Regions from separate parts of the Mus musculus genome. Here all the other regions are linked to region 1. A link is a contact called in public ChIA-PET, HiChIP or PLAC-seq and promoter capture Hi-C data. All regions are on one chromosome and are shown on one strand. The core of a region is the stretch at or near the end of the contact, and the rest is flanking DNA. Distances in the headings are between cores, read along the strand shown.

The links. Promoter capture Hi-C pulls out the DNA fragments that hold promoters and counts their contacts. ChIA-PET counts read pairs in DNA pulled down with a chosen protein or histone mark. HiChIP or PLAC-seq counts read pairs in DNA pulled down with a chosen protein or histone mark.
Region 2: a contact with region 1 is called in an RNA polymerase II ChIA-PET map of memory CD8 T cells, with 20 read pairs. The contact joins the enhancer-like site here to the promoter of Txndc11 in region 1. A contact is called at or near these places in 5 of 39 promoter capture datasets (the C10 cell line, cranial neural crest, liver and 1 more) and 1 of 115 datasets of contacts at active chromatin or transcription factors (memory CD8 T cells).
Region 3: an RNA polymerase II ChIA-PET map of memory CD8 T cells shows a contact between it and region 1, with 46 read pairs. The contact joins the enhancer-like site here to the promoter of Txndc11 in region 1. A contact is called at or near these places in 2 of 39 promoter capture datasets (the C10 cell line and pre-B cells), 1 of 484 Hi-C or Micro-C datasets (bone marrow-derived macrophages) and 2 of 115 datasets of contacts at active chromatin or transcription factors (double positive thymocytes and memory CD8 T cells).
Region 4: an RNA polymerase II ChIA-PET map of memory CD8 T cells shows a contact between it and region 1, with 84 read pairs. The contact joins the promoter of Socs1 here to the promoter of Txndc11 in region 1. A contact is called at or near these places in 7 of 39 promoter capture datasets (the C10 cell line, cranial neural crest, embryonic stem cells and 3 more), 1 of 15 datasets of contacts at CTCF or cohesin (the NIH/3T3 cell line), 6 of 484 Hi-C or Micro-C datasets (CD4 T cells, embryonic stem cells, muscle stem cells and 2 more), 3 of 115 datasets of contacts at active chromatin or transcription factors (effector CD8 T cells, memory CD8 T cells and pancreatic cancer cells) and 3 of 9 other capture datasets (adipose tissue, liver and pancreatic islet).
Region 5: an RNA polymerase II ChIA-PET map of memory CD8 T cells shows a contact between it and region 1, with 37 read pairs. The contact joins the enhancer-like site here to the promoter of Txndc11 in region 1. A contact is called at or near these places in 4 of 39 promoter capture datasets (the C10 cell line, cranial neural crest, neutrophils and 1 more), 3 of 115 datasets of contacts at active chromatin or transcription factors (intestinal villus epithelium, memory CD8 T cells and pancreatic cancer cells) and 2 of 9 other capture datasets (adipose tissue and liver).
Region 6: a contact with region 1 is called in a promoter capture Hi-C map of the C10 cell line, with 2.0 times the contacts expected there. The contact joins the enhancer-like site here to the promoter of Txndc11 in region 1. A contact is called at or near these places in 2 of 39 promoter capture datasets (the C10 cell line and cranial neural crest), 1 of 484 Hi-C or Micro-C datasets (CD4 T cells), 2 of 115 datasets of contacts at active chromatin or transcription factors (memory CD8 T cells and microglia) and 2 of 9 other capture datasets (adipose tissue and liver).
Region 7: a contact with region 1 is called in an H3K4me3 HiChIP or PLAC-seq map of bone marrow-derived macrophages, with 4 times the contacts expected there. The contact joins the enhancer-like site here to the promoter of Txndc11 in region 1. A contact is called at or near these places in 9 of 39 promoter capture datasets (the 3T3-L1 cell line, the C10 cell line, the HPC-7 cell line and 6 more), 3 of 484 Hi-C or Micro-C datasets (B cells, hematopoietic stem and progenitor cells and myeloid progenitors), 3 of 115 datasets of contacts at active chromatin or transcription factors (bone marrow-derived macrophages, memory CD8 T cells and microglia) and 3 of 9 other capture datasets (adipose tissue, liver and pancreatic islet).

The regions. Positions count from the first base shown.
Region 1 is chr16:11,132,846-11,136,104 of GRCm38.p6, reverse strand. Txndc11 (thioredoxin domain containing 11) reads left to right here and starts at 1,573. Exons shown (of 12, transcript NM_029582.2): 1 at 1,573-1,837. The coding sequence starts at 1,596.
Region 2 is chr16:10,637,480-10,640,738 of GRCm38.p6, reverse strand. Clec16a (C-type lectin domain family 16, member A) reads right to left here. Exons shown (of 23, transcript NM_001204229.1): 17 at 1,824-1,952. Among named protein-coding and RNA genes, the nearest start is that of Gm52264, 19 kb to the left of the region's middle. Within about 2 kb of position 1,563, at least 82 of the 459 cell types and tissues checked have an H3K27ac peak or open chromatin away from gene starts, as enhancers often do. A contact at or near this core is called in memory CD8 T cells, where this site is marked.
Region 3 is chr16:10,663,713-10,666,971 of GRCm38.p6, reverse strand. The region is part of intron 18 of Clec16a (C-type lectin domain family 16, member A); the gene reads right to left. Among named protein-coding and RNA genes, the nearest start is that of Gm52264, 7.0 kb to the right of the region's middle. Within about 2 kb of position 1,656, at least 126 of the 459 cell types and tissues checked have an H3K27ac peak or open chromatin away from gene starts, as enhancers often do. A contact at or near this core is called in double positive thymocytes and memory CD8 T cells, where this site is marked.
Region 4 is chr16:10,783,878-10,787,136 of GRCm38.p6, reverse strand. It overlaps Socs1 (suppressor of cytokine signaling 1), which reads left to right and starts at 1,601. Exons shown (of 2, transcript NM_009896.2): 1 at 1,601-1,706; 2 at 2,216-3,259. The coding sequence starts at 2,266. The coding sequence ends at 2,904.
Region 5 is chr16:10,804,600-10,807,858 of GRCm38.p6, reverse strand. No RefSeq gene overlaps it. Among named protein-coding and RNA genes, the nearest start is that of Prm1, 9.4 kb to the right of the region's middle. Within about 2 kb of position 1,533, at least 42 of the 459 cell types and tissues checked have an H3K27ac peak or open chromatin away from gene starts, as enhancers often do. A contact at or near this core is called in memory CD8 T cells, where this site is marked.
Region 6 is chr16:11,454,932-11,458,190 of GRCm38.p6, reverse strand. All of the region lies in intron 13 of Snx29 (sorting nexin 29), which reads right to left. Among named protein-coding and RNA genes, the nearest start is that of Gm32100, 130 kb to the left of the region's middle. Within about 2 kb of position 1,615, at least 253 of the 459 cell types and tissues checked have an H3K27ac peak or open chromatin away from gene starts, as enhancers often do. A contact at or near this core is called in adipose tissue, liver, memory CD8 T cells and 1 more, where this site is marked.
Region 7 is chr16:11,437,818-11,441,076 of GRCm38.p6, reverse strand. All of the region lies in intron 11 of Snx29 (sorting nexin 29), which reads right to left. Among named protein-coding and RNA genes, the nearest start is that of Snx29, 120 kb to the right of the region's middle. Within about 2 kb of position 1,491, at least 17 of the 459 cell types and tissues checked have an H3K27ac peak or open chromatin away from gene starts, as enhancers often do. A contact at or near this core is called in bone marrow-derived macrophages, where this site is marked.

The sequences.
Region 1 (3,259 bases), core at 324-2,823:
TGGCACATGTTAGGACTTGGTTATCTCCATTGGGTGGTTTTGTTAAAATAATCTTACAATTTTATGTGTACAACATTATAACCAGTGCCCATGGAGGTCCGATCCCCTAGCACTAGAGCTATAAACTTTTATGAGCCTCGTGTGGATGCTGGGAATTGAACACTGGTCTTCTAGAACAACCAGTGCTCTTTTAATCACTGAGCAATCTCTCCAGCCCCACATAGGAAACATTTGATCTAGATTATTTTGCCCTCCCTACCAACTTTACAAAAAGATTTTATTTTTAATTATATGTGTGTGTACCTTGGAGGACATCAGATTACCTGAAGTATGAGGTAGTTCACTACCTGTAATTTAGAACCAAACTTGGGTTTTCTGCAACAGCAGTATTCTTACTACTGAGCCTTGTCTCCAGCCCCAACCAAAACTTTATTTTGAAATAGGGCCTTGCTAAATTTCATAGTCTGGCCTTGAAAACTCTATGCAGTCCTGGTACAAGTGGTCCTCTGGTTTTCTCGAGTGGTTGGGACCACAGTTGTGTGCCACTAAGCCTGGTTTAAAAAATTATACACAACTCATATAAACCTAATTTTGGGAGGAAAAATGAAGATAATTCACCCTGTATCTTAGGCTGGCCTTGCATTCTTATTGCTTGGAGGCGTGAGGCAGACAATGTCCTGACTCCAATACTTTCCAAACTTTAATCACGTCTGCTATGTTTCTGTGGATTTGCCCATCAAGCATGGGTCATAGAAATGGGATTACACAATATACATCCATCCTTTTACTTAGAGCTGGGTTCTTTTGTTGAATGTAATTACCACTTATCAGTACTTGTCTCAAGGTTTCTACTGTTGTAATAAACACATGAACAAAAGCTACTTGGGGAGGGAAGGGTTTGTTTTGGTTACACTTTACCATCATTGAAGGAAGTCAAGGTAGAATCCTGCAAGCAGAAACTGAAGCAGAAGGCATGCAGCGTTATTACTACCCCATTACAGAGCAGCCCGGTCTCCGTTTTATTACTGTGTCCTCCAGTCCTTCTCGCCTCTGCACGAGGCCTCCCCGCCCCACTTTCTGAAAAGCAGAGATAACAAACTGCACCCATGTCCTGAAGGGTCTGTCAACAGTGTTGACGCACTAGCGACAATCTGAGCCCTAACAGTACCCGGAAGGGCCGACCAACGGAAGGACTCGCTAAGGAGACACCACCAACTAGCTTCCGGACGCGAGGATGTAGCGTCAGCGCAGTGAATGAAGGACAAGGTCTAGCTTGAGTGACTGCAAGCCTGCGCAGAGTCGCTACAAGAGAGGCGGGACCGGTGGAAGGCTGACGCGGCCGCGAGTGCTGCGAGCACCCGCGCAGACTCCATGGGCTCGAGGGCGTGGCCCCCAAAGGGCGTGGCTTCGCGGGAAGCCGGCATTCGCGCAGGCTCCGAGTCGGAGGGCGGGGCATCTCTGAAGTGTGGCTGACGTGGAGAGTCCGGGTTAGTGAGCGCCGCTGGCTGCGAGGTCCGGGAGTGACGTGCGGGGCCGGGTCCCCGGGCCCGAGGTGGCGGCAGCGACGGTATAAAGCCGGCCACGGGGAGCATGTAATGTCGGAATGCGGAGGCCGCGGCGGCGGCGGCGGGAACAACAGCGAGGACGCCGAGGACGAGGGTGGCGGCCCCAAGGGCTCAGGCTCCCTCAGCCCTGCCGGGGCGGCGGCGTCCTTGGAGGGCCGGATCCGCCGCGGCTTGCGCGGCGCCTCGCTTATGGCGCGCCAGCGGCCAGAGCTGCTGTGCGGGGCCGTGGCTCTCGGCTGCGCCCTGCTCTTCGCCCTCAAGTTCACTTGCAGGTGAGGCTGCCGGGACTCAGGCTCCGCGGCCAGAGCTATGCCACCCCGGCTGCGCGGGGCCAGCTCGGGGCCTCCGGGGTCGAGGGTTGTTTGTCTTCCTCGGGGAAGTCGAGCCTGACCTTGCCTGCGACCACAGGCTTGACCTTCCCGGCGGCCGCGGTCCCCCACTCTCCTAGTTCGGCGTGGAGGCGTTTCCAGGGTGCTGCTCTATATCAATTATGTACCGAGGGCGTTTGGCCCTGTTTCTGAGCTGCTTCTCACCTGTTGGGGTCTCTCGGGGTGCACATGTCAATTCTTGCTCAGGCTATAATGCTCAGTTTTAATTCATTCCATTTTCCTTAATGCTTGCAGTGTGATGATTCACAAGCCATTTAGGGGTCTTAGTCGCTTTTGGGAATCCAGGCAAGCCTTTGATATACTGACAGTGCACGTTTGTACTGAGCACCCGTTAATGCTGAAGACAAAAATCCCCGTTCCCTGGAGTTCTCATTGAAGTGATGATATACAATAAACAAACACTTCAGAGACCTTAATAAGTGCTATGCAGGGAATAGAAGGATGAGGTTGGGTAGGGCAGAAAGGGCCTTCATAGGAAAATGGCATTAGCCACTTACACAAGGAAAGGAAGGGGCAGAGGTGGAAGAGCTGGGGTAAGAGCTATTACAAAACAGTTAAGTGCAAAGATCTGGAGTCTGAGCAAGCTTGGTCTTTTTGTGAAACTTGGAAAAGGCCTGAGTAGGCTGGAGTTTAGGAAGAATGGAAGCTAATGTGCATCTTTTCAGAAAATTGTGTAGATAGATACAAAGTTTATATTTCAATTATACTCCTTGCCTCAGATCATCAGTATATCATTTGACATTGCAGTTTATAAAATCTGTTATCACTTGACATATCCTCTTGGCACTTCTGTCCAGAGGGAGATTTATGTGGGCACAGATTGAGTGTAATGAACACAATATGAGATCCCTGAGGTCAAGATGGGCCAAAAATTAGGAGTTTTAGGGGGAAGAGACTCGTTTTTTTAGTGTTTGCAATGTGTTAGGTGCTATGCTAAAGTGTTTAAAGCCAACTAAAAGTGTTTGTCACCACACCTGGCCTGGAGTTTGAATCTTGAGCAACTAGACTGGTACTGTCTTTATAAGGAAAATACAGAAAGTATTTTACAAGGTGGAATGTTGCAACCTGTCATTTGGATTCATATTAACAGTCCTTTTCCCACGTCAAGGAATTGATTTACTTCAGTTTGCCCAGCTGTGAAAACAGTGCTCAGTGTTTGATCTGAGACACGTGACTTGGTGGGTGACCTCTGAGAGAAGATTGAAGAGTTTAAATCAGTCTGAGGAGCTGTCAGGATGAGCTCCTCAACTGCTTTTGGCTGGGAGAGAGAGCCTGCAGCCTCACTTCCTCAAGCATCTTTCTATG
Region 2 (3,259 bases), core at 314-2,813, 500 kb after region 1:
CTCATAATACAATGAACAAAGGAAGATGCAGGTGACACCATGGCAAAAATTCCTGTGCCATCATAAGGGGCTGAGTTTGTAGACAAAGATGGGAGGAGAAGCAAATGTCTCTAAGTGTTGAAATATGGAAGAAAAATGTCCTTCCTTTAAAAATGCTGAGCTCTGACTGAGTTTTCTTTAATGTGTAACACACAGCCACCCCATTTCCTCAAGGTCAATAGTGACAAACATAAAAACCTGCTGTGCCCACAGGGAACATGGGATCAGAATGTGGGGACACAAATCTGTAATTCCAGATATCTGGGAGGCTGAGGTAGAAGCCAATCTGGGCTACTTAGTAAGACACTGTCTCAATCAAAACTGAGAGGAGGGTGAGCATGTGCTGGCATGTGCATGCTCTGGCCTCATCCCTAGTACCAAACACAACACCCTAGCACAGGGACCCTTGGGCAGTGGCTTCCCAGATAGCTGATACTTCAGTTCAGACTTTACCATTTGCCCGCGCCCCCTGCTGGCTCTCCTCTGCACTAAGCTTAGCGAGTCCTTGAGTGGAACCTCTCGCTCATCTTAAGACACTGGTGCATTGCACTCCTTTCCCACCAACACACTTTCAGTGTTTACTGTCGGCCAGAAACTTCACAGCCATCCTGCCAGCTACTGTGGGCAAAAGCTGAGGGGGCACAGGAGGAACTTTAGGCTCAGGGACTTAAACAATGCTTCCAAGATCACACAGCTATAACCTCTGTAGGCCTGACTAAGGAACTCATGTTCTTTCTCAGCCACTCCTTCCAACTGCCCCTACCTGAGTGGGGATAACTCAAATTCAAGTTCTGCTTGGAACCCCAAACTGTGATGACTTTGATTTCAACATGGATGTCCCTTATGGGCTGGCAGGAGTCAGGGGCACTTTTGGTATTTTGATCTTACACTTAAAAAAAGTATTTGTGTTGTGTGCACACATGGAGGTCAGAGGACAACTTGCAGGAGTCTGTGGTTTGCTCAGGGGGCTGGGAATGTGTGTTGCTTGAAGATACAAAGTCTCCACTTCCTCTGTAGCCCCTGAGCACATGGTTAAAAGTGCCAGCAGGGCGGAGGAGGTCACAGAGGTTCTTGTCTGAGGCACACACAACTTTATGTCACTTGCTTTCTGAAATCCTAAAGTGAGACCCCCAAGCCACAAGCAGACCAAGGACGATGTAGTGAGCCTGGGAGCGATCATGAGTGCCTCTAAATTATCCACTCCCAGTCATGTCTCCAGGGAATGATTTTCCAGGAAAAGGCAGTGCTGCTTTCTAAGAAAGAAACCGAGATCTTACGCAGGAGATAAAATACTGTGAAGAGCCTGAGCGAGGCTGCTTCCTAGAGCGGCCGCCTCAGAACAAAGTGCTGATAAGGGGATCACCTCTGCTGTTCTAAGAACAGGGCTCTGTACGCACGCTCTCCTGCGCAGCCAGCACCATCCTCTCACTATCGGACAGCTTGCCAGTGTGCCTAGGGCTCACATCCACCTCCCACACTGGCTGTTCTAGGCTCTGGGTTCCCTTGCTTCAAAGAAGATTGGCTTGGCCTCCATCCAGGGTTTTGGCTGCACTCTGCCCTGGCGCAGGTAGTCTGACAGCAGCCCACAGAGGTGCCAGTTGCCACAGAATCTCAATCTCCAATTTCCAAGGGCACCAGGCTTTGGAAAGAAAGCCATGTATGGTAGTAGGTGCATGCGTGAGGCTATTCTTTCCAGGTGACTAGACACCTATTGGTGGTAGGCTTCAACTGATCTAAAGACCCTTTCCCTATGGCCTAGGAGAGGCCAGAAAGCACTTACTCACCCGCCTCGTCTTCTCCACATCACCACATGGCAGCCGCTTCACAAAGTCAATGCCAGTCAGTGGAGTGCCCGTTGGGGGCAGGAGGATGGAAGCATCCATCATGAGATACTCCACATTCATGGGCTTTATCTAGGAGAGACAGCACAGGAAGCCTCAGCAAAGGCCCTCCTGTACTTGGGCCACAAATGAGCCAGCTCTGGGTTAGACGGGGCCTATATTTCTCGTGTGCCAGATGAGTGGCAGGCTCTTTTCATTCTCCAAGTTGTGTGTGTGTACTTTTCCCTTCATTTAAGTCAGAGGGCCCCATGACCGCCTAGTGCTGACTGGCTGCCTTCCTTTGTGGGACATGTTTAACACTGTTTTCCAGAGGCCTGAGTCCCTTTTTCAAAATCCCTGTATCCCAGAGCAGGGTGGCAGAGCCATGTTCCCACTCCAGGCTGTTCTTGGCACTGGTTTCACAGCAGGGCCTTCTTACAATACAGATTGGTTCCATTGCTCCTACAGTGCCAGGACCTCCTCCATGGGATTCCTCCCATTCTCTCCATGGGGGTGGGGATAACAGTGAGTCTCAGGGTCTGTCATCCCTTTGGTAATAAACCTGAGTCACTAAAGAATGTGTGAGCAGCTTGAGTGGCACTCACTCACGCTAGCTCAGAAGCCAGTGTTCTAGGGGCAGCTGAGGACTGACTGTAGTTGCAGGTGTGTTGCCTTAGTGTTTCTGGAGAATGGCAAGCATTGTCCAGCAGAACGCATAAACACTGGAGTAAAAGAAGCAAACCCCAGGAAGCTTCCTGTAGGGTGGGATGAGGGAACACACTTCCTGTGGGGTGGGATGAGGGGAGGGGACACACTTCCTGTGGGGTGGGATGAGGGAGAGGACACACTTTTGGCTTATGGGTCCTGTGTGAGGCCAGCTGCTGGGTATTTCAACTCAGAGGTCTCCACTGCAGAGATGACAAACAGCCAGACTCAGATTAAAAGTAACCCGCCCAAGGGCACACAGTTAGGAAGCAATAAAGGCAAACACTTCAGGGGCTTGGGAGCCCCAACTTTTTCAAATCATAAACAACCTGTAGAGTTAACATTTCCAAGCTGAAAGGGGCACCATGGAGGAGCACTCTGGGAGGGGACTCCGCACTAGATAGAGGAGACGTTGAAAACCTGTGCAGTGCTCCACTGTGACTGATGGTGTGAAGAGGGAAGTACCATGCCCTCCTAGGCATGGCTGGGGCTGTGTGGGTCAGTAAGGTGGAGGCACAGTCACCACAACCCACACGTGAAAAGGAGGTATGACCTTGAAAGTGATCCATGGATGCTTCAGGGGGGCAGTGACAAAGATGAGGTAAGGGCTCGGCTGCCAGAGCCCTGGAGATGGGTATGGAAGCCAGGGAGCCACTTAGCCATGCTGTCTGCTCTTCTCTTTCTGACACTTTAAA
Region 3 (3,259 bases), core at 407-2,906, 470 kb after region 1:
TCCCCCTGAGCAGCTGACAGGACGGCAGCAGACAGGTGTGCCTGTGTAACTTGGTTCAGCTGAAGTGGGGCGTCTCCCTACTCCTGGTTTCTACCCTGTGTTCCCCTTTGTTCTCTTCTCCTCACTGCTGTAATGAGCAGGTCTAATCTGGGCTAGCAAAGGCTGTGAAGGGATGAAGAGGAAGAGGAGACTGATGCTCAGCAGGGAACTCAAGGATGGGACCGAAGGGAAGGCCCAATTGAAGATGGTTCATAGGGACCTCTGTGCCGGACAGGGCAAGGTGGGGAACTTCCGATATCCTGACTCTTCCCCTGCTAAGGACTCCATGATGCAGCAGTTAGCATAACAGCTGCCATGCACCCAGGGTTATATTATGGACCGTTTAGTTTCTACAAGCATTTTGTTTTGTACATGTAGCAACTGAGGCTCACAGTTTCAGAGAGACACCCAGGGTCACACAAAGCCTTGGTACTCAGACTCTAACGGACTCCAGCTCCATACTTCTGCTCTCACCATGATGCCAAGAACCAGAGAGGTGTGAAGGAAGGGTTGAAGTGCCAGGAACTGAAGTCAACTGTGCTCAAATCTGCATTTCCAAAATGACTTTTAGGAAAACCTTGGGAACCTTGCTCGCCAGGGGATGAGATGAATATGCTTTTCGAAGAGCTGATAGTTCCTGGATATGGAGGGCTCCTGACCGTTAGGCCCAAACAGAGAGGGAGTGCCAGCTGGTAGGGAAGCCCATGCCGAAATAAACCTATGGTAGCTGGGGGGTGATGAAGTCACCCCACCAGCCCTATGGTATCGGAGACCTCTGCTCAGCTCAGTTAGTGAGCACCCCTGGCCTGTGAAGAAAAGTGGGGTGATTCAGAAGGAGAACTCAGACCTCCATCCAGTCTCAGCTGGCAACACCTCTCAGAGGCCTGCTGTGCCTCAGGCGTATAGTGCATGAAGCTTTCCCATTTTCCAATGAAGGGACCCCAAGGTCAGGCTGAGGATGTGTCCTCATATCCCTGAGCTGGTGGTCACATTATAGAGAGAACCCTCATCCCTACCTTTCCATCTGCCTCCTTCTTGGTGCCCTTCCCTGTCCTCTAAGGTGAGGAGTCCTAAGACTCAAGGAGTGCCAGGGAAGGAAGCTGCTGGGGGCACACAGCTCCACTGCCCCCCAGTGGTTAGCATGCTGCCACGGCCTAGGTCTGTGAGCTTTTACTGAAAGCCACAGCAACTTCCCTTTCACCCTGTGAAATAAGTGACATCCTTCTTAACACCCGTTATCAATCTCTGACTGCTTTTAATAGAAGCAGCTCACAGTGTGTGTGTGGTAGATATAAACAGAGGGGAAAACTGCTTGCCTCAGGGCTTTACAGAGAGAGGAGGTGGGGTGCTTTAAAAGCGCACTGCACCAGGGCTGCAGTTGCTCTGGGGGCTGGGGAGAGGGATTACTGGAAGACGTGTAGCAATGAATGGTCCATGGTGGAGCCTGGGCTCCGCAGCAGTACCCGTGCCTGTCAACATCACATTTTGCTGCCTGAGGACATTTGTCACAGAAGACTGTGGTTTGCTTGCCTGTCATCCCTTCTCTGAGTGGCCCCTGAGCTGATTCAGAGAACCCACAAACACAGCAAACTGCTTTCCCTCAGCCATGACTTTCAAAGGGCTTCTGAAGCGCATTCCTCTGAGGCAGGTCCTCCTCAAGTGAGTCTTCTGAGGACCTGGGCCCATGCACATGACGTACTACTGCCTGATGCAATGGAGAGTTTGACAGAGCTAACTAACATTGCAAGCATGTTTCTGGATGATTTTAAAATAAACACCGACAGAGTGGAGGGCTGGGAATGTCTAAACAGCAATTCTGAGTGTGAAGGATGGCCGGAATCTGAGTGACTGCAGCTGTGTGGCCTGGACACAGGAGTGATGGATGCAGAAATTCCAGCTGCAGGAAGTCTTCCCTGGCACCTCTCTGATGGGCCGACTGGCTTGGAGGGGGGGCCTGGCAGGCTGAATCCTGCTCCCTGACAGTCGTCTTGGCCTTCTAACCAACTCCATTCTCTGAGCTAGGAGCCTTCTCTGGGCCACCTCCTGACCCTTGACAAGGGCTTCAAGTTGAGGACTCTTGGATGGAAGCTGTTTTTCTGTCACACAGGTGGCAAAGATGGCCAGTTTTTCAAGATATGAGCTATCATTAAGGTCCCTACTAGCTCTAACTCAGCCCAGCAATTGCACAGTGGTAAGTCCCTTCCAGTAAAGCACCAGGCTGGAATACAGCTGCCGACAGGGCTCACACTCACGCTCCAGGTCCTCTGAGACACTGAGTAACCAGATGCAGTACAATGCCCGTGCTCATGGTACTTGCACAATGGACATCATACACTGGGCACTTCCACTGAATGCAGTCAAGTACAATAAGCTCCACCCATGTTCCTGACACAGGAAAGCCCCACTTCAAAGTGCCAAAACTAAATTGCAGAACACGATGAATACAGTCCTAGTTGTGTAAAAATGGCAGCCATTCAGTAGGTCAATATTTACTGAGTAGCAAATAAGAGCAAGGCCCATGTCAGGGCTGGGGTGACAACCGTGATACAAGCAGGCCAGGCTCTGTGGGAAGACAGGTGTGAGTGTGTGCAGATACAAGGGCGGGGAATCAAGAGCCGCATGCCCCAGGCTAGCCTGGGTGAGGCACTGGGCAGGAGAGGAAGATGACATTCACCTTTTAGCAGACTATGCGTGGTTTTAGTCTTTTACAAAGGAAGTATGTTCAGCTATTATTTGCTAGGCAAACATGTATACAGCAAAGAGAAGGCGTGGAAGAGCGTTCCAATTCCCAGCACCAGGATGGGCTTCTATCCTAGTGTAAATACAGGGCTGAGGTGGAGTGAGCCAGCTGTCCAGCCACTGTCAGTGGGTATTGATCGGGATCATTTCTACTCTTTGAGAAGAGGGTGTAGAGGACAGACTAGCAGCAAAGTGCACTGTGGAGGAGCCCATGGCTCGGGGCTATGGGTACTCTCAGGCCTGAGGCTACACCTAACAGAACACAAAAATTCAATTATACTGAACTGCCTGTCTTCCCCTTCCAGGATGTCAGGTGCAGTGGAGAAGCTGTGACCCTCTCCAGGTAGCACTCTCTGGGTGCAGAGGTGTTTTGCGTTTCCTGCCTTCAGCTATAAGTGGGTCCTAGAGTCTGGACCCAGAACATCAGCCTGTATACTGAAGCAGAACCCTCTGGCTTTCATTTCTGGCCAAGGGGTATCTG
Region 4 (3,259 bases), core at 352-2,851, 350 kb after region 1:
GACACACCCTCTGACTGAGGAGGAGGGGAGATTTCCTGAGAGCAGGCAGAGGTGGAGGCCTGGAGTCCTCTATTTATAGGGTTCTTCTGAAAAGGTCTGCCAAGAGCTTGGCAGGGAGGCAGGCCTGCAGGAGCCAGCCCAGCCTTGTCACCCACCTCAGCACCAATAAGCCTGCCAAGTCCCAAGGGGATACTGTACCCCAAGAGGTTTTCCTCACTTTGCCTGGGCTGGAAGCACAGTTTGGGGATGGAGTTCACCAACCCCAGTACTACTAAAATAGGCTGGTACAAGGCCCTGTGTTTAGTCCCCAGCACTGCAAACAAGCATCCGTGATGCTTGCCAGACCAGAAAGACCTGAAGGCCAGTCTAGGCTGAGACGCGCTAGAGGGAGGCAGTGCTACAAACCCAGCCTTTATCGCCCACCAAGGGTTAGACTGACCATGGCTGCACCACAACCACAGCCACACAAATTCAAGCACCACAAGATAAGTTTGGTTGTGCTTAGGATGAAATATGGCGCTCTGTGCTCTGTCTGGGGAGACCAGGACTTGGCCTCAGAGCTTCAGAGGAGCCGCCTGACAGCTAACAGAGAAACCTGTAGAGGGCAGTGTGCGTCACTGTGAGCACAGGGAAGCCTGCACGCGAACCTCATCCGCCTTCATTCATAAACATCGTCAGCCAGGCACCCACTCCTGGCCTTTCAGGACAAACTGAATCACGAAACCACACAGTGTCCTAATGATAGGTCTGACTGCCTGGATCCTAAGCCAAGGTGTGCTCGGGGCCCCTTGTACAGGCAGATGCTTGCTGGAGTCTTGACCAAAAGTTTGGGGATTACAGCTTTTTTTGGAATCACAGCCCCGCCCGGGGCCTCAGTTTCTCCGGCTGCCCACGTAGTAAGAGTGCAGAGAGTGAGTCCAGGCCCCTGGGAACCCAGCCCAACCCCGCCCGGTTTCCGAGGAACTAGGCCGGGAGCGGGGGCGCCCCTCCCGCACCGCCTTAGGCTTCCTTTGAAGCCTCTGCGGTCAGGCCACCGCTTCCTGGGAAGCCCAAGCCAAGGCCAGGCCGAATGGCCAACGGGAGGGGCCCGCACGCGGCTCTGGAGGAGGGCGGCGGCCCCACAGGTCTCTAGGACTAGCTAGCCGGGTTCCAAGAAGGGTCGAGATTGCCAAGGCCTTCGGGTCCTGGGCAGGAAGGACCCTGGCAGGGAGGAGCTGCTTGGGGAGCACAGGGTCCAGGCGAGGCGGAGCCCTAACCAGAAGAATGCAGACACCCGGAGGGGAGGAGGCGTGTCAGCCCCGCGCTAGCATCCCACACGGCGGGCTGCGATTTGGGGCGAAGGTAGAGCAAAAGAGCGGGCACCAAGTCCTAAGCACCCCAGGCACGGAACACAAGATTCCGGTTGGAGCCGGAACCCCAGAGGTCCCAATGTGGGAAGGTGCGAGGCGAAACCAAGTTAGAGGAACCGTCTCCAGGGAGAGCCTCAGGAGTCTAGAGAGAACCCGAAAGACTTGCCGGAAAGAGAAACCGAAAGCGGGGGTGGGCTGGACCTGTGGGCGGGGCCTGCCTGGTTTAAGAGCCTGATGCAGGGGCGGGCAGCAGCAGAGAGAACTGCGGCCGTGGCAGCGGCACGGCTCCCAGCCCCGGAGCATGCGCGACAGCCGCCCCGGAGCCCCCAGCCGCGGCTCCCCGCGTCCTGCCGCCAGGTGAGCCAAGGCAGCTGCGAGGGAGCAGGCGGGAGGGGATGGGAGGTGATGGGAGCAGAGCCCGGCAGGACTAACCTCGCAGACTGTATGGCAGGGTCGAGGATGCCACGCCTCTGGCGCCCCCCCACCCCCGCCCCGGCTCCCCCAGGAGGCCCCTCGCTCGAGCGGGGCGCCGTCAGCCCCTCCTCTCCGGCCCTGAGCCCTGATCCTCCGCCCGGGTTCCAGTCCCCGGCGTGGCCAGTAGGCGGCAGCCGCGAGGCGACTAGCCACCAGCGGGGACGGCCGGGAGTCGGGCCCCTCTCCACGCCCCCTTCTCCACGCGCGCGGGGAGGCAGGGCTCCACCGCCAGTCTGGAAGGGTTCCGCATACAGGAACGGCCTACTTCGCAGATGAGCCCACCGAGGCTCAAGCTCCGGGCGGATTCTGCGTGCCGCTCTCGCTCCTTGGGGTCTGTTGGCCGGCCTGTGCCACCCGGACGCCCGGCTCACTGCCTCTGTCTCCCCCATCAGCGCAGCCCCGGACGCTATGGCCCACCCCTCCAGCTGGCCCCTCGAGTAGGATGGTAGCACGCAACCAGGTGGCAGCCGACAATGCGATCTCCCCGGCAGCAGAGCCCCGACGGCGGTCAGAGCCCTCCTCGTCCTCGTCTTCGTCCTCGCCAGCGGCCCCCGTGCGTCCCCGGCCCTGCCCGGCGGTCCCAGCCCCAGCCCCTGGCGACACTCACTTCCGCACCTTCCGCTCCCACTCCGATTACCGGCGCATCACGCGGACCAGCGCGCTCCTGGACGCCTGCGGCTTCTATTGGGGACCCCTGAGCGTGCACGGGGCGCACGAGCGGCTGCGTGCCGAGCCCGTGGGCACCTTCTTGGTGCGCGACAGTCGCCAACGGAACTGCTTCTTCGCGCTCAGCGTGAAGATGGCTTCGGGCCCCACGAGCATCCGCGTGCACTTCCAGGCCGGCCGCTTCCACTTGGACGGCAGCCGCGAGACCTTCGACTGCCTTTTCGAGCTGCTGGAGCACTACGTGGCGGCGCCGCGCCGCATGTTGGGGGCCCCGCTGCGCCAGCGCCGCGTGCGGCCGCTGCAGGAGCTGTGTCGCCAGCGCATCGTGGCCGCCGTGGGTCGCGAGAACCTGGCGCGCATCCCTCTTAACCCGGTACTCCGTGACTACCTGAGTTCCTTCCCCTTCCAGATCTGACCGGCTGCCGCTGTGCCGCAGCATTAAGTGGGGGCGCCTTATTATTTCTTATTATTAATTATTATTATTTTTCTGGAACCACGTGGGAGCCCTCCCCGCCTGGGTCGGAGGGAGTGGTTGTGGAGGGTGAGATGCCTCCCACTTCTGGCTGGAGACCTCATCCCACCTCTCAGGGGTGGGGGTGCTCCCCTCCTGGTGCTCCCTCCGGGTCCCCCCTGGTTGTAGCAGCTTGTGTCTGGGGCCAGGACCTGAATTCCACTCCTACCTCTCCATGTTTACATATTCCCAGTATCTTTGCACAAACCAGGGGTCGGGGAGGGTCTCTGGCTTCATTTTTCTGCTGTGCAGAATATCC
Region 5 (3,259 bases), core at 284-2,783, 330 kb after region 1:
GAGACTGAGGCAGGGAGCTCCCGACACACCCCCAGCACGGAGTAACTATCTATGGAATGTGAATTAGTCTGTATGGTATGTGTACACACGGGTGTGTAGGCCAGACATTTGAGGTCTTCCCTAGTCACGCCTCACCTTAGTTTTTGAAACAGGGTTCTCTGAACCTGGAGCTCACAGATTAGGCCAGCAAACCCCATCCCCCTTCTCTCTACTTTCCCCATACTGGTACCACTACTCCTGGCTTTTTATGTAGGTTCTGGGATTAAACGTGGGTCCTCATACTAGGACTAAGTTTTATTGCCACAGCCCCATAGTGTGAATTAGATGAATCAGAGAGAGGCCAAGACCTGTACCCAGCAGACACTACAGAGCCTGGACAGGAAGGAAGCACCCTGTACAGTCACAGTCCTCTACCTCCTGTTCATATATGCTGGCCCACTTTGTTGCTTTTGGTCCTTACATGAAGCTAGCAAAGTTCCTGCTGCTGATCCTGGTGGATGTGGAGATGGAGGCTCAGACAAGCTTGGCTGTCTGCTTCTACCTGATAGCTTCCTTTCCTTTCTCTGTGAGCTCTGGCCCAGCTTGGGGTCTGCAGCTGAGGACTTAGTCGGTCCTTGCCTTGGAGAGACTTGTGTTCATCACGAGGCTCATTCACATCTCTAGGTCCTGGTAACTGTAGCCCATCTTCTCAAAGTCCAATGCAGGTATCTCTGCCAGCCTCAACTGGTTCAGCTAACATCAGCATCTCCAGGGCTTGGAGCTGAGGCTGTCAGTCAGACACCTTTTTGAACCAGAAAGGACTAGGTTTGGAGTCCCCTCTTTGGACTGGAGATGGTGACACCAACCCTAAACATTTTTTCTGAAAGGTAGAGGTGAGGAAGACAAGCCTGCACTGCTTCTCTTCACAGTGAATGCCCGTGTCTGGGCCTGGAGACCTGTGCTCACACGTGCTCCAGAAAGGTCTCCTCACAAGTGCTTGGAAAGTGCCAGCTCTAAATGGGTCCCAGAGAGATTTCAGCTCTCATCGAAACACTGTTTTAACTGCAAGCTAGTACCCACACACATTGTGACCTGCAGGACAAAGGCTGTTTTGTGTTTGTTTCCCTTCCTGTAACCCAACCTGAATAGCAATAAATAGGAGACGCAGAGTACATTCACCCCAGCTTTCTTCTCTTTTCAGATGAGACTGTCGGGCAGGGCTTGGCTTGCTTTCTTCTACTTTAATTCAGAAACAATCGTTTCATTTGTATTTCTGTATTCTTGTTCTGAAATTCTGTATACCAGTACCACGACATGGGCACTCTACTGCTAGACTTCAAGACAAGGGCTTTACTGCCCCTTTGCAGATGGAGAAACTGAGGCCCTGGCTCAGACCGAGTCCCCACTGTAGGTTGTTGCTTTGGGCAGGGGGCGGGGAGGGGTTGTGGATACTGCCTGGTGGTTCCCCCAGCTCTGCCACTGTCCTGGCTTCCCCCAGGCGCTGCAGCTGTCCTAGGGTGCAGAACACTGTGCACACGTGCTGATAGCTTACCGTGAACTGCTGCCTTCTTCACTTAGAGCAGCCAGCTGTGGCAACCAACCACAGAGCAAGTGCAAATGAGCCACAGTTGGCCACTTAAGTTTCTCTTTCCTGTCAGATGGGTGACTTATGGGACCTGTAGGTGTGCAGGGCCACAGAAGGGACCTGGCTGGCTTGTCCTTGAGAAACACACACAAGAATACCTATGAGCTATTTGACTATTTCACCAGTCACAGAAAGATCCCTGGTAATGAGTTCCAGAAGGTTCCTTCATGGCCATTCTAAATCTCCCCAGCACACTATTTAGCCAAAGACTCTGCCTTCTTAAAATGTTACCTTTTCCTGGTTTGCTTGTTTTTGTTTTGTTTTTGGAACAGTCTCATTATGTTGCCAAGGCTAGCCTGAAACGATCAAACTTCGTGTTCCCAATTGCACTGAACTTCCTTTGTCTTAACTTTATCGCACTAATATTTTTTGTGTGCTTATGTGCATGAGCATCCGTGAACGGCAGTGAGAGTGAGAAGATCAGAGAACAACTTGTGAGAGTCAGTCTTCTTCCATTCGTGGGTCCTGGAGATTACACTCAGTCATCGAGCTTGGTGGTACGAGCCATCTCTCCAGGTGCACGACCATCTGTCTGAGCATGTATGCGTCTACATGCATGTGTGTGGATACATGATATGTGTGAACATGTGAAGGGCTGAGGTTGTTCAGTAACACTCCACTTTTTTGATGCATGGTCTCTCCTTTAATTCAGTTTGGCAATCCCATCTAGTCTAACTTGCCAGATTGCCCCAGATATCCCCATCACTGCCTCCTGAGTGCCCACACCTGCCTAGTTTACCTGGGTTCTGAAGGTCCAGGTTCTGGTCCTCATACTTACAAAGCAAGCACCTTATTCACTGAGCCATTCCCCTGGCCCTTTGCTTTGTTAGGATCTCATTGTATAGCCTAGGCTGCCCTTGAATTTGTGACAATTCTCCTGCCTCAGTCTTTTTTTTGTTTGTTTGTTTGTTTTGTTTTTGTTTTTTTTTTTCAAGACAGGGTTTCTCTGTGTAGCCCTGGCTGTCCTGGAACTCACTCTGTAGACCAGGCTGGCCTCAAACTCAGAAATTCGCCTGCCTCTACCTCCCGAGTGCTGGGATTAAAGGCATGCACCACCACCGCCCAGCCCTGCCTCAGTCTTCAGTGTTGGGATTATAGGCAATAGCAACTATGCCTGATTTTTTTTTTTGTTGTTTTTTGTTTTTGTTTTGTTTTTGGGGACAGGGTCTCACTTGTAGCCCCAGCTGGCCTTGAACTTGAACTCACAAAGACCTTCCTGTCTCTGCCTTCTGAGTTCTGGGACTGAAAGTATATGTGCCACCCACACTTCTGGCTTGATCTTTTCTTGCTCTCAAACTGTGTGTCCTCAAACACCCCCAGAAAGAGCAAATGTTTCTACCATAAAGAAATAAGGGCTGGGGAGATGGCTCAGTCAGTACAGCACTTACCTTGCGAGCATGAGGCCCCATGTGTGACCTAGGCACACAGGGGTGGTGACATGTACTTGCAATGGAGGCAGAAGCAGGAAGAGCCCTGGGACCCACTGGCTAGTCAGCCTAGCCTACACTGAGAGTTCTAGGATAGCAAGAGATTCCCCCCATAGCAAGGGAGATGGTGCCCAAGGAACAATACTCAATGTCCGTATCTGACTTTGCAGGGACTTATGAATGCAAACACACACACACAGACACACAC
Region 6 (3,259 bases), core at 366-2,865, 320 kb before region 1:
TGGGTCTCGCCTCTAGAAAGCCTAACTTAATTAGTCTGGAAGGTGGCCTGGGCCTAATAGTTCTGTAAGCTTCCCCTGGGGACTGAAATGTGCAGCCAGAGCTAAGCAGCATGGTTAGCACTTTAACCCAGAGAATTCTTTATTAGAACGTTAGTTATGTCTGAGCAACACCAAGCCAGATGAACTCCAAAAAGTGACTGTAGCCTTGAGGTGTAGGAATAAATTACTTCCATGGTCCCAGCTCTGGCTAAGGATACCTGCAGGGGCCTCTGGGTGGCACTTATCAGCATTAACTCTTGCAAAAAAATCTATAAGAGTAAGACTGTTTCACCCTGGCTTTCCAAAGGAGAAGCATTAGGCACTAAGTGGCCATCTGCCATCCCACATCCACTGGGAACAGAGGCTCCTATGTAAATAAGTATTTCCTTAAATGGTGCCTGAGGCACCTCCCTCTACCCCAGCCTCAGACAGAGCTGACAATGGTAGCACACTCTTGTAATCCTAATATTTTCAAGGCTGAGGCAATGGGACTCTGAGTTCAAGGCCAGCCTAGGTTATACACTAAGTTCAAGAACATCAAGAACAACCTGGGCTATCTACCAAGCTTCTGCCAAAACAAAAACAAAAACCAAACAAACCCAAAGACTAAAGTAAACTGACGCAAAACTAATCCCACCCCTGCCCCACATCATGCCACACTTACACCTGAGCATGGCTGGCGCACAGAATCACTCAGCCAAATGTTTAACATCTGTGTCTATACACCCCATCCCACCCCACCCACCCCTCTTCAATTTAAACACATAGGCTCACGCAGCCATGCTCTGTTCATTTCTAACTGATAAAGCTTACCACAAAACAGCTGCTCTTTGAAGAGTTAACAAATGAACAAGGTAAACTACAGAGCCTGGAAGAACTCCGGCAGCACCAGACTACAGGTGAGCAGTTTCCACTGAGACAGATCTTTGCCTATCCTGATGCTTGGGCCTAACACACAAGTCCCGACTTATACATGGATTCCCCTGCTCTCAGCTGCAAGTTAGGGACCTGGGGCTGCTGCTGAGCATGGAGCAAAGGTGGGACTCTCAGCTCATCACACCAGACAAGTGACTCGTCCAGTAGCCTGAATGAGGGAGGCAGAGGGAAGGGTGACTGGACACAGTAGGTGCTCAGAAGATCACGTGGGGAATCAGGTCAAGAGGATGACTAAACATACATTCTGCAGTGTTTCTGCCAATGGTCCTGAGAAAAAGGACAAGGGAAAAGGCTGAGGCAGGGATTCTCTTGGTGGCAATGCTGCCCCCTTCAGGTGTGGGATAAGTAGGCATGCCTGGCGGCATAGTCAGGCCAAAATGTAGAGTAGGCTGAAGACACCATTCCTTCTGAGAGGCTGGGGCAGTACACAGTGCTGGCTCGGCCTCCTAGGGCCATCTGTAGGAGACTGGTGTAGAATCTGAACCTGGAGCCGCCTCTCACAGATGCTGACAGCCCTTCTCCTCTGGGGTCTGCTGCACTCTGCATTTTCATTCCGTATTTGCTATAAACAGCCACTCTGGTCCTCCCTCTCTATGTGCAAGCTGTGGACCAGGAAGTGCTTTATAAGCTGTGGGTTGGGCCTTATTCGCCAGATACTGAGGCCTAGTGAGGAAGTCTGAGTCTTTGCTCTAGTTTAGAGACCTGTCTTGCTCACTTCCGTACTGGAGTGACTCAGCACTTTCTGCTTAAGCCTGCCTTTGCCTAGCTACCACTGATGTAGAATAACTTTATTGGCTCTGTCAGTCACCCTATACCCTACGGCATCCTTCCCCGCCCTCTACATCATCTCACCTCACCAAAAATCCCCACCTCTTTCTTCAACCCTATATAAAGGAAAGACTGCTACAATAAAACAAGTTCCTGCTCTGACAGACTCCCGGCCTGGGTGTGTTTGTTTTGGGCTGCAACAGTCACCATCCCACTCAGCCCTGGAGAGACTAGGCTGGCCCTGCCAGCAGAGAGCTGGCATCTGTGGTTCACTCTGTCCCAGAACTATCCTAACCAATGTAGAACAGAGTCTGCTTCTATTATGAATGGCTTCTTGTTCATTTCTCTTTCACATAAACTATAAGCTAGCTTCCTAAATCACTTGTGTTATATGTATGTTATATTAGTTATGGACATTAGGAGTGTCACCAAGAATGTTTACAAAAAAGGAACAGCAAATCTGCTAGCATGAAGTCCAAAGACGGCAAAATAGATGACTAACAAGGTCACTAGAGGTCACAGTTTGTGAGACATAAACCACAGAAAGCAGCCAGAGGAGGTAGCATAGTGTACTCACTCCTGTCAGATTCCACTGAGGGCTGTCGGCCCAACGCCACTAATACATTAATTTGGAACATCTAAAGCACCTAAATGGGATGGGGAGGAATCACCATGGGAAGTCTACAGTCACTGCTGCCCATCTAGGGAAGTCCTCTCCAGCCCCACACTCACTCCTGCAGTTCAGAAAGGAAAGGATGCCACCTCCTGGATACAGGGAGCGTTGATCTGGGCCTGAGAGCAAGAGATGCCTGCTGCTGGGGAGACGAGGTGAAGTGGCTGGGCACAGCACAGCCATGGTCTGTTACAGATCCTCTAGTCACCATGAGAGAAGATCAAACCTGATAATGAAGCCAACTGCAAGAAAAAGGATAGAGAGATGTGGAGAAACAGGTCTCCTTCACAGCAGGAGTTCCCTAGCCACTCCACTGCCCTTCTTCAGAGGCCTCTAAGTGGGCTTCTGTCATCCATGAATGCTCTCACTAGCTAAAGCTAAAGTAGAAGGGATTTCCAGAAAGCTTCACTTCCCAAATGGTGAGCAAAATAGTCTTGGAACAGGTAACAAGCAAGTCCAAGAGCTCCCTAGAACTGAGCTATAACTAAGAAGAGCCCAGTGGGCATTCCTTGGAGATAACTTGGGTCAGGTCACACCACCACTAGCCCCACAACACTTCCCTCCCTCACCAGACCAACTTCACTGAGACCTATTTGAGCCAGGCATTACGTCAGCGGTAAGAAAAACCAGGTGAGCACAAGAGCATGCCCCTCCTGAGGAAGCCTCTGGCCTAAATTTGAGCCTTTGGTGGCAGTACGCTATTGTCACTGCTAGTAGTAACTGTTGTGCAATGCTGGTGCCTGAGCATGAGCACCACGGAGAGCCCTTACCTGGGTAGGTCAGGAGATGCTGGACACAACCTTCTGCTGATGAATGTTCTTAAAGTGACAAGAAACAGAAACC
Region 7 (3,259 bases), core at 242-2,741, 310 kb before region 1:
TGTGCTCCTTAACCTTGGATGTTAAAAGGAAACTTGAAAATGCTCTCTGTTATAAAGCAGCAGATCAGATAAGAGATTCTCCAAGGGTCAAACAGCATCCAATGGGCAATGTGGGTCAACCAGGCCAGCACTGATGTACCACGAGAAGACTTAGCAAGCATCTGAATCCTGGCACCTGGAGCCAGAAAGGAGGAGTCTGGATGCTGACATTCCAATTTGCAGCTGAATGTTACGTTCTATGGGTGGGTTTTAAAGAACTGGATCCCGAACCACACAGAATATCAACCAGTGGCAGCCACCTCCAGTAACCACAGGGGAGTCTGGCCGAAGCTGGCTGTGCAGACCCCCAATCCTGCTGTGCAGCAGGCACCATGGAGCTGCTGCAGGGCAGCTGAAGCCAATGCAAACCAGCTCCGTCATCCCAGCATGACCACACCTGCTCCACACGCTGTTACCAGCCTCCTGAAGGGAGCCTGCATTTGCACAAACATCAAAGTGATAGACAAGAGTCACAAGTACAGACATGACATGATAGTTATGGCAACCTTTTAAAAAATAAATCCATCCCAGAGCCAGGCAGTGGTGGCGCACGCCTTTAATCCCAGCACTTAGGAGGCAGAGGCAGGCGGATTTCTGACTCCAAGGCCACCCTGGTCTAGAGTGAGTTCCAGGATAGCCAGGGCTACACAGAGAAACCCTGTCTCAGGGGTGGGGGTGGGGGGGAGTCCATTTCAGAGCGAAGGGCTGCCAGCCCAGCACCCCTCCTGCCTTCCATGAGCTTCCACTGGGGAGCAGTGGTGATGGCGGGAAGAGCATGGCTCATAGCTCTAATGTGAACCTCACCCTGCTGCTCTGCTGCCCTCATGCCTTCCAGGCAGCAGTGAGGGAGTGTGGCTTCCATGGGACTTTCCCAGCCCCTAATCCCAAGAGCTTCTGGTGAGCAGAGGCTTTCCCTCCCGAGCACTCTCCTCTCCAACATGGCACAGCTCTTTACTTGTTAGTCCCTAACACCAGGATTCCTGCCTCTTTCCTGAGGCAAAATCTCCAGAAAAACACAAAGCAGGGTCCTGACCACCAGGTTCTGTGAGCTTGGCCATGCCAGGTAGGGCCTCTCGAAGCTGAATGGCCATGGCCACCTCTCAAAAGCAGTTCTCTGCTTGGCTGCAGAAGAGTGAGCAGCAAATGCAGCCAGACACAGGAAAATGTCAGTGTCAACCGTCAGAAATTGATCTGGGATAAAAAGCATTTCCAATCACTGCACAAAGGATGGCTTTGTCTACAAATGCTGCCAAGGCAAGGAACCATTTTGGAAGCAAAAAACAAGACTTCAAGCTCCACTTCTGCTATGAACTGAAATAAGTCCCAGGCAGAACAGTACTTAAATATGGGAAATGAAGCAATCAAAACTATAAATACCTGAGCAAACACTCCTTCCGTTCCTCTCCTGGTCTGGAAGGCACGTAGGAGAGCAGAACAAGCTTGTCAAGCCCAGGCAGGGAATGTAGGTGCCACTCTGGACACCCGAGCCTCGGGCCCCGGCCTCTCAGCTTGCTCAGTGGGAGAGTCTTGGCTAAGACACTAAGGACCGGGCAGGGCAGTGGTCTATGGCCATTCCATGGGGGCCCTGCCCCTCCACCCCCATTCACCCAGTTACATACTGTCTACAGTTGCTTTCACAACATGACAGCATGTGTTGCCCCCACTCTCCACCCTGTCCACCTCAACTCTGCCTCTGCCTTAAATAAGAGATAAAGGGAGCTCTCTGTAGCTATGCATGTGGCCCTGACTCTGGCTACATCCAGACAAGGGACTAGACAGGAGCTTTGGTAAGAGAAAAAGAGGTGGGCCAGTTGTGGTGACCCTCTTCTTTAAAGCCCACACTAGGGAGGGAGAGGGATAGCTCTAGATTAGCTGATCTTTTCCTTCTTCTGACTCTATCAACTGCTCTCCTTCTCGCCTGCCTCTGTGTCTTAGCGCATATTCCTAAACGGCCTATCTGAGCCCCAACTCAGAGCTGCCCTTCAAGCTTCCTCTCAAAGTATCCTCCACCGGTTCACCTTTGCTCTCTCAGGTCTGTGGCAGCTCTAAAGATCACAGACCTGCCCCAGCTTATTTCCAATCCAGTTCCAGACTCTGCTGCCACAGGCCTCCAGCCCATACACACCAGGAAGACACTGGTGACAACTGACTCCAATTGAGCCAATCATCTAGAATTTTCACAAAATGAATGGGCTGTTGTCTAAGACTGCAGAGATAAAGCTAGGTGGAAACAGATGCATCCAGCCAAGGGACCTAGTTCTAAAGCCAGTCAGCAAGGTCCTCGAACTAAAAGCTCATTTGCCCAAAGGCCAAGTTGGCATTGCCATCCTGAAAGGAGAAATGAAACTGCTGGATTCTTGCTATGCTTCTTTAGGCACCAGGTACAGAGACCTAAGTAGGTCAAATGCAAACATTAGTACATAAAGCCCATCAAACAGAGGAGTCATTGGGAGCCCAGAGAAATGGTAAAGTGTCACACATGTGTCAGAGCCCCGCAGTCTCACAGAAGGCCACAGACAATCGAAACTGCAGACCATCTGTATGACTGTCTTGAGCAGTGGCAAGGCCTCCTGATAGACAAAGGAGCCATGACAGCTACCTTAGGGGACAGGAGCAATAGGTCCAGGCTGACTTAAAGAGGTCATGCAGCTACAGGAGACAGGGCAACCATACATACATGCAGCTACAGGAGACAGGGCAACCATACATGCAGCTACAGGAGCCGGGGAAAGCACACATGTGTGTGCCAGGCTCCTTCAAGTCCTAGTGGATCTCTGCCTTTGTCTTCTGAACTGGAAAGGGTCTGCATCCTCCCATTATCAGCTAGACCTTGTTCTTCTAAGGTCTCTCACATATGCACACATCTATTGTCTGGTAGCTATAGCTGTTCAATAATAGCCATCCGAGGATGCCTGGAGCAGCACCTGACCGCAGCACACACTGAGAACTACTGAATAGATCAACGGTCAGGTGAAGAAGTGAATTAACACAACAGTAAATGGTTCACTGTGGCCCACTGCTAAAACCCACCCTCAGCTCCAGGAACTGAGTGTCAAATGGGCTGGACAGAAAAGTCAATTGCCTTTAATAACAAGCTCAAGGCCTCATCCAAGAACACTAAACACTGGGTTCAAAGCTGTAATTTCCTGCCCCGCTGACAGGCATTCAGGCCAAAGTACAGAGTTTGCCATCATGAGTCTGTAGGGTGTGATGCATGCAA